Linked DNA regions of Triticum aestivum: region 2 is linked to region 1. A link is a contact called in public Hi-C data. All regions are on one chromosome and are shown on one strand. The core of a region is the stretch at or near the end of the contact, and the rest is flanking DNA. Distances in the headings are between cores, read along the strand shown. Region 1 holds the start of LOC123097906 (E3 ubiquitin-protein ligase XB3). Region 2 holds the start of LOC123097907 (receptor-like cytoplasmic kinase 176).

Region 1 (6,519 bases), core at 461-2,960:
CAAGACCGGTCAGTACCTCGGAGACGGTGGCACCGTCATCTGAATGCGACGGCGATGGCAATGAATTCTTGGCCCCTTTGAGGATCCTCTTCTCCCTCTCCCGATTGGCCTCCATCAGGGCTGCCTCCAGGAGAGCCTTGGCGTCAGGCTCCAGCTCGCTGATGAACTTGAGAGGCGAAGGCCATACTAGGGGCTCTGCGGATGACGGATTCAGCAGCGCCGCGCACGCCACATGCCCTCGCTTCACCGCCACCTCATATGGAATTCTCCTGTACAAACCAATCCACATAGATTAGACGAACCAACACAATGGCTTGAGATCATTTGCTGAAGAATTGGTGTTGTGGTGTTGGAATTCAGTGGTGTTTTTGCAAGAAAATGCTGTGACGCACCCAACGGAGTCGCGCTGGAGGCGGTCGGCGCCCCAGGAGAGCAGCTGGCGGACGCAGTCGAGGCTCCCGCCGCGCGCGGCCAAATGCAGCGGCGTGCTCCCGGGGAATCTGCAGGAACGCGAGCGCTCGCATCAATGTCGCAGCTTTTGCCTTCCTCAAAAGGTGCGATTTTCGGTACTGAGAGTGAGAAGGGCGGTCTTTGACTTGGGGAGAAGTTTTACCCGAAGGCGCCGCTGGAGGCGGACACGATGGCGCCGTTCTCCAGCAGGACGTGGACGCAGCGGCGCCAGCCCTGCCTCGCCGCCAGGTGCAGCGGCGTCGCTCCGGTGTCATCCCGCACATTCACGAACCGCGCGTATCCCCTGCACCTCCAAAACCATAGCTGATGACTCATTAGCAAAGGCTAGCGCGCGGCTGCCGCAGCGCGTTGCGGCGAACAATGGCGGCTCTGAGAAGAAGGGCCAACCAGGATTGCGACACCGGCGCGGTCCGGGCCGCCGTGAGGATGGCCCGGAGGCAGTCTGAGTGGCCGTAGTACGCCGCGTAGTGCAGGCACGTCCGCCCGTGCGACGAATCGAACATCAGGATCTGTACACCCACAGACGGAAAACGCCATTAGGTTCAGGAGAAGCTCCAAGAACAGCCCCAATCGCCAAAGCTCTGTCCGAGTCTCACATTGGCGCCCGCGTCGAGCAACCGTCGCACGCACTCGGTCCTCCCGTGCATCGCCGCGAGCATCAGCGCCGTCTGCGGCAAAGTCCCGCGATGTGAGGACAAGCTTTCCACAAAGGGGGCGACAGGGAAGAGAACAGGGGAAGCGTGGCAAACCTGCTTGTGGCGGTTCACGACGTCCGGCTCCACGCAAAGATCCAATGCCATGGACACCACCTAAGCAAACAGACGAATCAGCACACCGGAGATACATAGGGTGGCCAGAAGTTGGACGGGGAGGAGCACACAGCAGCAAAGGGAACCACGCAAGGTGCCAGATTGGTTTCTGCTTTCGTACTTGGAGGTGGCCGTGGGCGGCGGCGATGTGGAGCGCGGAGAGGCGGTCGAAGAGCGTGGTGCGGCGGAGGAGGGAGGGGCGGGAGCTGACGGCGGCGGCGAGGCGGGCGAGGTCGCCGGACTGTGCCGCGCCGAAGAAGTCCACCTCCTCGCTGGGGCGGCCGCAGCTGGCTCCGTGCCCCATCGCCCGTCGCGCCTCTCGGCGGACGCCCGGCGAGCCGGCCGCGGTGGCCGGCGGGGGAATAATGGGGGGAAGGAGAGTGAGTACGAGCGTGGGCTGAGGAGTGGGCGCGGTGGAGTAGAGCTTAATAGTGCGTGCGCTTTCTTGTGGTTTAAAAAAACTTTTGCTTCTCTTATTGAGAGTGAAAGATTTTTTTTTTTTTTTGATAAACTGCTCCTTTCGCATGCTAGGATATTTCAGCAGAAATGTTTACAAACACACTGTCACCGTCACCTAGATAAGGCCTTGTTTGATTTATAGGGAATTTGTAAGAACAAAAAAGAAATTACCTTATGAATCAGATGATATACCTCTTTCTCTATAGGATTTGATATGCATGTCATTTTATTTCTTATAGAAGGCCTAAACCATTTCTTGGGAAGGCGCTGCCGCCCCGTAGCTGGATGACCAGACCCCCGCACAGTTGGGTGACGTGGGTCTTCTCGCCAGTCGGCGAATCCTTCTTGACGGTCATCGACCGGCAAGTGAAGATGTGTTTGAAGAGGCCCCAGTGGGGGCGGCAACTCAGGAAGTTTTCGCAGAGAGAGATGAAGGCCGAGAGGTAGATGGAAGGATTTGGGAGAAGGTGGCGGAGCTGCGCACCAAAGTAGTCGAGGAATGCCTGGAAGAACGGATCAGGAGGCATCGAGAAGCCCCTCTCGATGTGGGTGACCAGCAGGACGCGCTCATCCTCCTGGGGCGCCGGCTCAACCTCCCCCGCCTTCGGGCGGCGACACCCGTCTTGCGGGATGAGCCCCTCCGCGGCGAGATCCTCCAGCCGCTTGCCCGAGATGCGCGAGGGGATCCAATCTCCCGACGTGCCTCCAGCCGTCGCGCCGGAGCCCGAGGAGGAAGCTTTCCCGGCCTTCTTTGCCTGCTCCGCCTTGGCTGTGGAGTCTTTCGCCATAGCTACGGATGCTCTGCGTGCTCGAGTGGAGAAGGGAAGCGGAGGAGCCGAAGGAAAGAGAAGGGGATCTGGGGCCTTGACCCCGGTGCCTCGATCTTTTATATCTTAGACAAAAGCTTGGACCAGATCCTGCGCCGTTGATTTCTAGATCAACGGCGCCCGCAGCGGGGTGTCTCGCAGAAGAGGCGTGGCATGTGGCTGATTCAGCAGGCGAAAATCGAGGCACCGCGCCCCCACTTTCCCCACTAATGCATGTTGTTATCGCTTCCACGCGCGCACGCACAAATTCAAATCCCGAGATTTCCGGAGCAGATCAATCAGATTGATTGCCCACGATTCCTTTCCTGAAGGACATGCACTCGACCGAGTTAAACACGCGACTGAAGTCTTGTTCAGGATTGCTATGAGGCGAGCTTGACGCCCCTCCGCGGGTTGACTTGGCCCTTTCAGTAGGCTCCAAGGTGCATGACTCGTAAACCTGACTCATAGAAGGCCTTCGTTGGCGTTCCCCGGGGATAAGGAGTGGCATCTCTCCGGAGAATCAGACCACGCACCAGCATTGCCACTCGAGTTGTAATGGCATGCCCTCACTCGGCTCCCAAGTCTATCTCCTCCGAGAGACAAATGAATGCCACCGGATTTTTCTCGACGATCAACAACACCCCGTCATCTGGGAGAACTTGTAGACCAGAATCCATTGTGTTTTCGTCTAAGGAGCTGCGAGCCACGACTCGGAAACGTATTCCAAGTGCCCCAGCAGCACTCGGACTTCACCAAAGGATCGGTCCGCTCGTCCTACGACACCTCAACCAATTCGGGGGCTAATGATGAGGTCACCTATTACAGGTAGGGTCAAGGACCCATCATATAGGACCCACATGGGGCTCACCGCCATCATGGGTAGGTCTCTGGACCATACCAGCATTTGGATGCATATATCAAGGAGTCCACTCGGACGCCTCGACGGCACTCGGACGACCACCCGTCACTCGGCTGGACAACCATCACTCGGACTTTGGAGCTGAAGGGACAGCGTGGGAGTTGCAACGGTCGAGGAATCCTAAATCGCCCTTAAGACAGAGTCAAGACTGCTGTTACCTGTAACTACTGTAGTAGAGGCTCTTTACACACCTGTAACTGACGCAATCAATGTCATTAAGTGCCCTGGCGGCGTGGAGGACATGGGACTGCTGCGCACTCTATATAACCCGCATTCCACCTCCTGAGCTAGGGTCGAACAATCTTTGTAACTATACTCATCAAAGCAAAACTAATCCCCAGGGCACGAGACGTAGGGTTGTTACCTCCGTCGAGAGGGGTCTGAACTCGTTAAACACCGAGTGTTACACCTGCGCCGTAGCTAGGCTCTGCCCCTTATCCGTACCACTAGTACTCATTGTCAGGATCGTAATCCCGACACGCCACATACGATGCGGCCCACTCCGAAACACATTTTCTCTTTCTTAGCTCTTTTTTTCTCTCTTTCTCTTCATCTTCATCAATCACATGCAAATGATCAATGAGGAGCATAACAGCATGCATAAATAAGTAGGGGCTTAAAACGAACATTTCCGAACATTAGCCGAGCATAGTAGGCCGGGATTTGTTTAGTCACGTTGCAGATGCAATCATGAAGTCTTTACAATTTTGCCAGTTAGTTGTGCTAGTACCTTTTCATCTCACTAGATGACCCGGTGCACCAAATGGCGCAGAGACCCATTTGAAACCATGTTCATGTTGAAAAATATTTGCCTTTTATAGTAACTTTATGTTTGATCGAGGATAGAGACCATATCAAACCCGAAGTGTTTTGAACATGTATTTGGAAAATGTGCCATTTGGCTCTATGTTACCCAAGTAAGGTGCAAGGTCCGAATTCAAGCATCAAGGGTAATGATTCTAAACCTTTTGTAACAGAAACCTTTGCATTTGTTAGTAACTTCGAGTTTTAGCAAGCACTAAGGGTAATAATTCTAAACCTTTTATATGAAAAATTAAGGAATACCTATGTTCAAACTATATACTTTAGCATGTGAAACTAATTCAAACCATGCAAGTTGAAATATTTAGAGACCGATCATAAAATTGCCAAATCAGGATATAGAAGCAAGAACAAAGTACCGTCAGTTTCGTCGAACTAACAGAAATGCATTTTACATTGCCTGCTCACTACTATTGTTGTCCATAAATAAATGTCTATCTATTGTTGTACCCAGGTTAACTTGAATTTGCTAGGATGAATCAAACACTTCTGAAATGAGCAGTAACATATCAACAGAGTATGCATCTGCATGAGACGACTGATCTTTTGTTGTTAGCAACAAAGAAATATTGATTTCAGTCACGGGCAAACCAAGATGCAAGCAAATCTAAAATTTCTCAATCTTTAACCATGTCTCTAAGGAACAACACTAACTCAAAATTGAAATAATACCATGTTGGTAAAGGTTTGCCTGTTAAGCGGTCTGATTCAGTGAGGATCCACCTGAGGAACTGACGTGTTGATATTGCAATCGAAGTTGAGGAACAACGACGATGTTCTGGAAGAGACATGGTGAGCGAGAGAAGGTTTGGTACACGGAGGGAAGAAGGGGATTGATAAGGTCAAGGCGTCAGCAACCGTGTCTGGTGCCCATGTCGACACAACAAAACTTAATTTATTATTTACCTTTTTTCTAAGCCCAACAACATGGTGTAAATTTGAATTGGCACAACTAAATTAAATTATTTTGTCTAAAAAAGATGTCAAATCAAAAAATAAAAAGTTAAATCAAATAAATGAAAGAAACATTAGCTGATATATTTATAATGGTTATCCAACAGTGGTAATACAAATGATCAGTAACGGTAGCTATTTTATATGACCGGTACTGCTAGTGGATTTATAGTGGTTTATCCAGCAGTGGTGATACAGATGATGGATCTTTTCAAACATTAGCTGGGCATATATATCATCATGGATAGATACTTGATTACATATAAAACACATGACCACAAAGGGATGTTTAGCACATAGATGATTACAAAAATCTGAAGCCTATACATGTCTTATTCTTCAGAGCAGGAACAAAAGGGTTAGGGCATCATTGGAACTAAACATGGAGTATACTGCAGACGAAACAAAAAGTGGCTTCTCCAGGGGTCACACATGCATTGTAGGTAAGACAGATCCAACAAAGGGAATTAGAAACGGCCTTTCATAGTTTCCAGCCGTTGTTCTAACTTCATACCTATGAAGCGTAATCTCTTTGCCAATTCCTCAATGCCTATAAGTGCTGCTATCATAACTCCTTTGGTGTTTGGTGTCATCCTGTCCTTTTAGGTGACGAACAGTTGTCGTGTTCTGCAGAAAACAAAAGGGAAGAAGTTGATGTGACATAACACATAACACATAACATGTGAATAAAGATGACATCCTTGTGGCACTCAAAGAAATAGTGCTCATATGGTTAATTTAAATACTTAATCGTATCCAACTCCCACCGTTCATAAATATAAGTCCTTTTAGAGATTTCAATGCGGACTACATACAGAACAAAATAAGTGAATCTACATTCTAAAATATGTCTATATACATCCGTATGTAATTTGTATTGAAATCTCTAAAAAGACTTCTCACCATCAAGAAGATCACATACACTTTATCTATCCAGTACAATGAGCATAGGACAAGCTCAGCTAGTGTAACTACCAATTAGCTATGTGATGATCAGCTTATAAGAAAATCAACTTTGATTATGTGTCTTGCGCCAAGACTACTCCAGAAACATGCATGTTGAATGAAATGAACAAACAAATAGCCAAAAGACCATTGGCTATCCTTGACTGGCTAGTTGACTAAATGGCTCAGGAAAATAAATTGTCATGACATATTATAAGTAATAAAAAGGCAAAAGGCCACAATATGTGGTACATAATGTTCACAGTCCATCGGCTTCACCAAACACTAAAAAGGGGTAAGCATAAATACACCTCGCTAATCACATGGAGGC
Region 2 (6,201 bases), core at 1,183-3,682, 400 kb before region 1:
CCAATTCAAGTTTTCAACTAGCATGATGGCTTGCCTCAGTGTTTTTGCCTTTTACAGGGTGTCATACATCATCCCCGACAATCTTTTGAGATTTTTTAAAATTGGTAATCATAGGCATCACATGAATGAAACACCAATCGTCAATCTAAAATGGACTGTTCAGACATGCTTTGCTTCGTGGCTCTTGCCTGGTGAGCCACTTTGCTGCTAAATGATTATTTTATACACCCTCACTGCTATAAGAGAATCACACCCCTTTAAATAAAAGGCGCATCTAAGCACAAGGAAGAACCATGCCATATAAAACCAAGTGAATCCGACAGATACGCTAGTGTTAGTTGCTTATGTCTCTAAAAAGGATTATGGCATGCACGCCATGAAGCATCAATGTCTTTGCTACGAAGATTATTTTCGTTCAATCCTGTTAGCAGTGCATTGCATCAAATAGAAACTACGGAAACTGCGACTTGCCAGCAATGATGTCTTGAACATTGAACCACAGCCATCTTAAGAAGATAATTCCAGAAAAGAATAGAACTTCATTTGCCCTTTTCAAGCAGTGTCAATGAATGCCCCCTTTCATCCATGACTCTAAGATGCATGAAAATAGTAGAGGAACAATATGGTCGTAACAGATAGCTGGTAAGGCATGTTAGAAAGATTACCTGTTGCGAGATATTCAGGGGCAGCATATCCTTGAGTCCCCATGACCCTAGTAGAAACATGACTTTTATCGCCACTCGGGCCATCTTTTGCCAAGCCAAAATCAGAGAGTTTTGCATTATATTCCTGTATGGAGTCAAAGAAGGACAACAAAAGCAAATCTTTAGACCAGAGCTCATTGTACTTCCACTTAGTGCATAGATAAGAGACTGAATTTGCATGCCCACCGAGTCAAGAAGAACATTAGAGGTCTTGAAATCACGGTATATAACTTTAGCCTCATCACTATGCAGGAAAGCAAGTCCCCTGGCGGCCTCAAGAGCAACCTTCATCCGTAAATTCCATGAAAGGGGCTGGAAATGTGGAGCTCCTGCAGTACGATTGCACTGTCACTCACCCATTTCCAACAGCACGAATGGAACGTATCGTGCACAATGAGCATATCACACAAGATAACATTTGAGAAACTCACTCCTGAAAAGATGGTGCTCCAAGCTACCCTTCGGCATGAATTCGTAGACAAGAAGCCGCTGCTCGTCCTCCAAGCAATACCCGATGAGCTTCACAAGATTGGGGTGTGACAACTGCCCCAGGTAATTGACCTCAGCCTGCAAGGTATTTTTTGCAGAAACAAATTAAAACCACTAAACCTTCAGCTCAAACAGGCACAAGAGGAAGTGCAACAAGGTCAGTCACCAACCAGCCATTCCTTGTGCCCCTGGAAACTGTCCAGCTTGAGCTTCTTCACCGCGACGATCATCCCGGTGCCGGGCTTGACCGGCGTAAACGTGCGCTCGTCGATCCACCCCTTGAACACGGAGCCGAAGCCCCCCTCCCCGAGCAGGCTGTCAGTCCGGAAGTTTCTTGTGGAGCTTCTCAGCTCACTGAAGGTGAACTTGCGGAGGTTGGACGACTGCAAGATCTCCTTCTCGGTCCGAGGAGTCGGTGGCACCGACGACGAAGAACTCTTGCCAAAAGTGCTGGTATCAGTCGCATTGCTGCTGTTGCTGCTCTTGGAATTGTTACCTGGATTGCAAAGCAAGCGGATGCGGTTCCTTCGCTGGTAAAACTCACGCTAACTTGAAGATATCAATCCCACTGCCATTTTGGGAGCAAAATTCGCCCTACTTGTTTTGTTTGGGCAAAACCATACGCGCCTCACGCTTAGTAAAATCGTGCAATTTTGCTCACTAGTGGCCTTGGCCATCCATGAAGCCCAAAGCGGAAAACTAAATCGTGCAAAATCAACCAGCCCAAGTTGGACTCTTGTTCCAAACAGTGCAGCAGAAGAAAAATCAAGAAACTCGCTCATTCCTACTCCGACTAATTGACAGGGCCAAATCGCCACATGAAGTTGAGGAGCAGAGCACACGAAGTTATCTAGCTCAGACGTTGAACGGGGCCTGGAAAGCTGATGCAACCAACCAAGAAGCGAGGCGAAGCGAAGCGCAGTAGAGTGGTAGAGTACCTGAGGTGTTGGGAGCACTGAAGGTCGGGTTGATCTCGGCGTTCCCCTGCACGCCGGCGCAGTTCCCCATCAGGAGCGGCAACGGTACCGGCCAGTCCAACCGGAGCCACAAGGCTGGCTGGGTCTGAGCTTGTTCGTTGTAGCTAGTGGCTAGGACTGGGGTTGTCTATGGCTTGGCTGGCTGCTTTGGGTAGCGGTGTCATTCTTTCCCTTCTTCGCTGCCTGCCTGCTAGGTTGGAGGATCTATCATTGCTGCCTCCGGGCGAGGGTGGTGGGAGCAGCCGTGGCGTGGGGCCAGGCCAGCCGCCTCATTAATGAACGACAAGGCTTTTCTCCTCCTCTCCGCTCCGCCTGCGTCCATGTGATTCATTTGGTTTCTTGGAAAATTTAGACTGGAGTAAACTTCCATGTCACGAAGAAGGAGAATGATACTTAAGTTCGTTCGACCTTGTAGTCCACTACTCATAGTGATTGCCCCGGCGTGGCCTATTCAGCACAGCATTTTTGAACCTGTACATGCACATCATGCCTGATAGATACCGTATCTTTATCGCTGGCCTCCTTTGGGGATTATGTTGACGTTTTCCGTTTAACGTTTCAACGGGACGTGACTATCAGTCCAAGCAGATGGAGTACTACGTTTTTTTTTCCTTTCGTGTTTTGTAATGTAAACTAAAGCACGCGATAGAGATTGCATGGCCGACCTGCCTTCCGCTGTGCAACAGGCCAAGGTGCATAACTGCATGTCAACATCAACGGGACCGTGGGTTGGCAGCGGTTCTTCTCCTGTCGATCCCATAAATTTGCAGCGGCTCTGAGTACGTTTATACCCCATGTCTTCGTACGTTCTAAGCTTAGTATTCAAAGCCGAATGTACCTACAAACTCTTCTTTTCCTGATGAGGCAAATCTTTTGCCTGTATTTTTTTTAAAAGCCAAACGTACGAAGAATAAGACTTTAGTAATTTTCGTTGGGCTCATCTGAGTACTGCTAGCTACTAGTCGTCATAACGAAAAGCACGTGGGGATGCACTGAATCATACGCAACTGCGAACTGGAGTGCAGCTCGATCAGCGCCTAAGTGGGAATTTCTGGGCTATAAGCACCGTCTACTGTTAGTTTAATAGTAGCAGACCTGGAAACAGAAGAATTGGTTGGGAATTCAGCGCGTCCCTTTCAGCGGCGCTGGAGAAAGGAGTCGCCCATTGCTGGTCCAACAGCCTAGCTCGCACTACAGCCCACAGGATTGACTCCCTTGAGCTTTGCTGGCTATTTTATGGCGAATGGAACGTGTCTATTTCTGTACTCTGTGCTTTTTCACAACGTACTCTGTACGTTGTGTATGTGTCAGCTGCTAGCTTGAGCTACGCACGCGACTATGTTACCGGACATTTCTTTCTTGATTCCAGCTCGGAGATACAGGCATGTGGCTCCTCATTTGAAGACGGACATGGTTTGCTTGGCTATGACAAACACGAAAAAACGTTGAATGTTCCTGCCCCAAAGGGGTGCTATAAGAAACACACACACACACACACATCTTGTGTTGCTGGAGTCATGAAAAGTTTTCTTCCGATGGTGGTGGTTGCTGTTCTGTTGCGCTAGTCCTATGATGCCTTATCACGACGACTTTTTTACTGTCTACTATAATAAGTTTTGTCTAGCTCTAGCGAGGGAGGGGCGATGACGACGGCGCACTTTCGGCTCGCTTGAGTGCTTGTAGTCGTCGCTAGGTGGTCCATGGATCTAGATGTAGTTTTTATCGTTTCTGTTGTCGTTGTACTGTCATATTTGAAGATGAATAGATTGAAAGTTTTCTTGCAATAAAAGAAATTATTTCTCCAAAGGCTTTCTGACTGAGCAAAATGTTCCAACACAAGATTCAGACAGCGAAGAAAATCTAGTGCAGTAACTCCCGTAGTCAAATATAGTGCAGCCCGAAAGCGAGAGATTTCAATAACGGCCTAACTTGGCAGGAGCAAGACTCGTCGAGCCAGAAATTCATCGCCACTTGCCACGGCAACAGATCGGCTATCGACACGCTGTAGCATCAGATCGGCCAACGGGCATCGACCGAGCGCGACTTAACTGTGTCCCACCTTGGCGTGCGTATCGCACGGGTAACGACGACCACCAGACGGGTAGAGGGAGCGTGCGGGCCGCTGCGTTGCTGCCTCCGGCCGGCAGGTTGGCATCGTCACGACGGCCACGGTGTCCGGTGAGTCTGTCTTGTTGCCGTCACGGCGTGCGTGCGCATGCATCTGGCTCTCGTCTCTGTTCCGGGCAACGGGCCGGGTCAAGCTGGGCCTAGGATCCTACTGTTGCTTTCAGGAACGAGGACGGACACGTCATGTGTAAGGCCGCGCGCGACCCCGTTCTGTCCGGGTGCGTCCGTTTGGGATAAAACGGACGAATAGTGCGGTCTAACGCGCGGCCCCAAACGAACAAATGTCCGGATTTCGTCCGTTTTCGACCCATTCCTGGACCAAACTTGAGCCGAGTTTGGGGTGAAACGGACATCGCACGGACGGGCTCGACACACGCCCTTGTCCCCCCGTGGCCCACCTGTCGGGGACACTAGCAGTCCATTCGCTTCCAACGCCTTCACCCGCTCTCCCCCGCCCACCCCGCCGCCGGCGCCGCCACTATTCTCCGGTCGCCTCCTCACTGCTAACCCCCCGGCCGTCCATACCAAACCACGTCTCGACATGGCCGCCACCACGCCCGCGCTTCTGTAGGAGTTTTGGCCGTCGCCGTCGTAGCTGGTGCCAGAGGGGATACTACCGCCGACGATGTTTATGGACCACGGCAGCCACGACAGCTTCCCTCCAGTGCTCGAGAGCGGCCAGTAGCCGGCCGCCAACCACCCCTGCTGCATCGTGGTGATCATCGCGGCCTCTTTTCCACCACGACCGCAAGGTGTTTGACACTTTGCCCACAAAGGTATGGCCAGTGGAGATGAATTTTTCTTCCACCACTTCATTTATTCATCGGACGAATCATCCTCAGGTGATGAAGATCTTGTGGTGGCTGCACTAGTCGTTCACGACCACATTGAACGGCAGCTTCCTCGGTACAGGGGGTCACTCCCTGGCCGTGCTCCCAACCTGAACCGCAACAGGGAGAGAGGCAACGCCCTGCTCTATGCCGATTACTTTGCGAACACCCTGCTCTTCAAGCCAGATAAATTCCGTCGCCGTTTTCGTATGGCAAGGCATGTGTTCAATCGTATCCGAGAGGGAGTGGTTGCTCATGACCCATGCTTCGAGTGCAAGACGGATGCCCTTGGCAAGCTTGGATTCTCCTCTTACCAGAAATGCACCGCGGCCATCTGCATGCTTGCATATGGAATTCCAGGCGATCTGATGGATGAGTATGTGCGTATGAGTGAGTCCACATGTCTGCTGTCACTGTACAAGTTCTGCAAGGCCGTGGTGGCAGTGTTTGGCCCTGAGTACTTGAGGCAGCCAAATGCCGCTGATACAGAGAGATTGTTGGCGACCAACACAGCTAGAGGCTTTCCAGGCATGCTTGGCAGCATAGATTGTATGCACTGGGAGTGGAAGAACTGTCCATTTACTTGGCAGGGCCAGTACAAGGGGCATGTTAAAGCATGCACTGTCATATTAGAAGTGGTGGCTTCGCAGGATCTTTGGATATGACATTCTTTCTTCGGCATGGTAGGTTCTCATAATGATATCAACGTGCTGCAGCGTTCTCCAGTCTTCGCAAGGCTTGCAGAAGGCCACTCCCCACCTGTCAACTTTGAGATCAACGACCACCAGTACAACAACGGATACTACCTAGCTGATGGTATATATCCTCAGTGGTCAACTTTTGTGAAGACAATCTCGAACCCCCAAGGTGAGAAGAGAAAGAGATTTTCCCAAATGCAAGAGAGTGCTAGAAAGGATGTGGAACATGCTTTTGGTGTGCTTCAATCCCGATGGGATATCGTTCAAAACCCTGCACTGACATGGGATGAAGGGAAGCTTTGGGAGGTGATGACTGCTTGTGTGATCATGCACAACATGATCGTCGAGGACGAGCGTGATGACAAGATCTTCGACC

The links. Hi-C and Micro-C count contacts between places; a contact is called where the count stands out from the background.
Region 2: a Hi-C map of leaf shows a contact between it and region 1, with 3 times the contacts expected there. The contact joins the promoter of LOC123097907 here to the promoter of LOC123097906 in region 1. A contact is called at or near these places in 2 of 5 Hi-C or Micro-C datasets (both in leaf) and 1 of 1 datasets of contacts at active chromatin or transcription factors (leaf).

What each region holds. Positions count from the first base shown.
Region 1 is chr4D:358,738,496-358,745,014 of IWGSC CS RefSeq v2.1, reverse strand. It overlaps LOC123097906 (E3 ubiquitin-protein ligase XB3), which reads right to left and starts at 1,710. Exons shown (of 8, transcript XM_044519754.1): 1 at 1,402-1,710; 2 at 1,221-1,280; 3 at 1,068-1,139; 4 at 859-980; 5 at 614-754; 6 at 393-500; 7 at 17-269. The coding sequence starts at 1,584. It overlaps LOC123097905 (a long non-coding RNA gene), which reads right to left. Exons shown (of 6, transcript XR_006447577.1): 6 at 5,430-5,870.
Region 2 is chr4D:359,141,388-359,147,588 of IWGSC CS RefSeq v2.1, reverse strand. It overlaps LOC123097907 (receptor-like cytoplasmic kinase 176), which reads right to left and starts at 2,432. Exons shown (of 6, transcript XM_044519755.1): 1 at 2,132-2,432; 2 at 1,364-1,689; 3 at 1,136-1,271; 4 at 891-1,033; 5 at 666-789. The coding sequence starts at 2,201.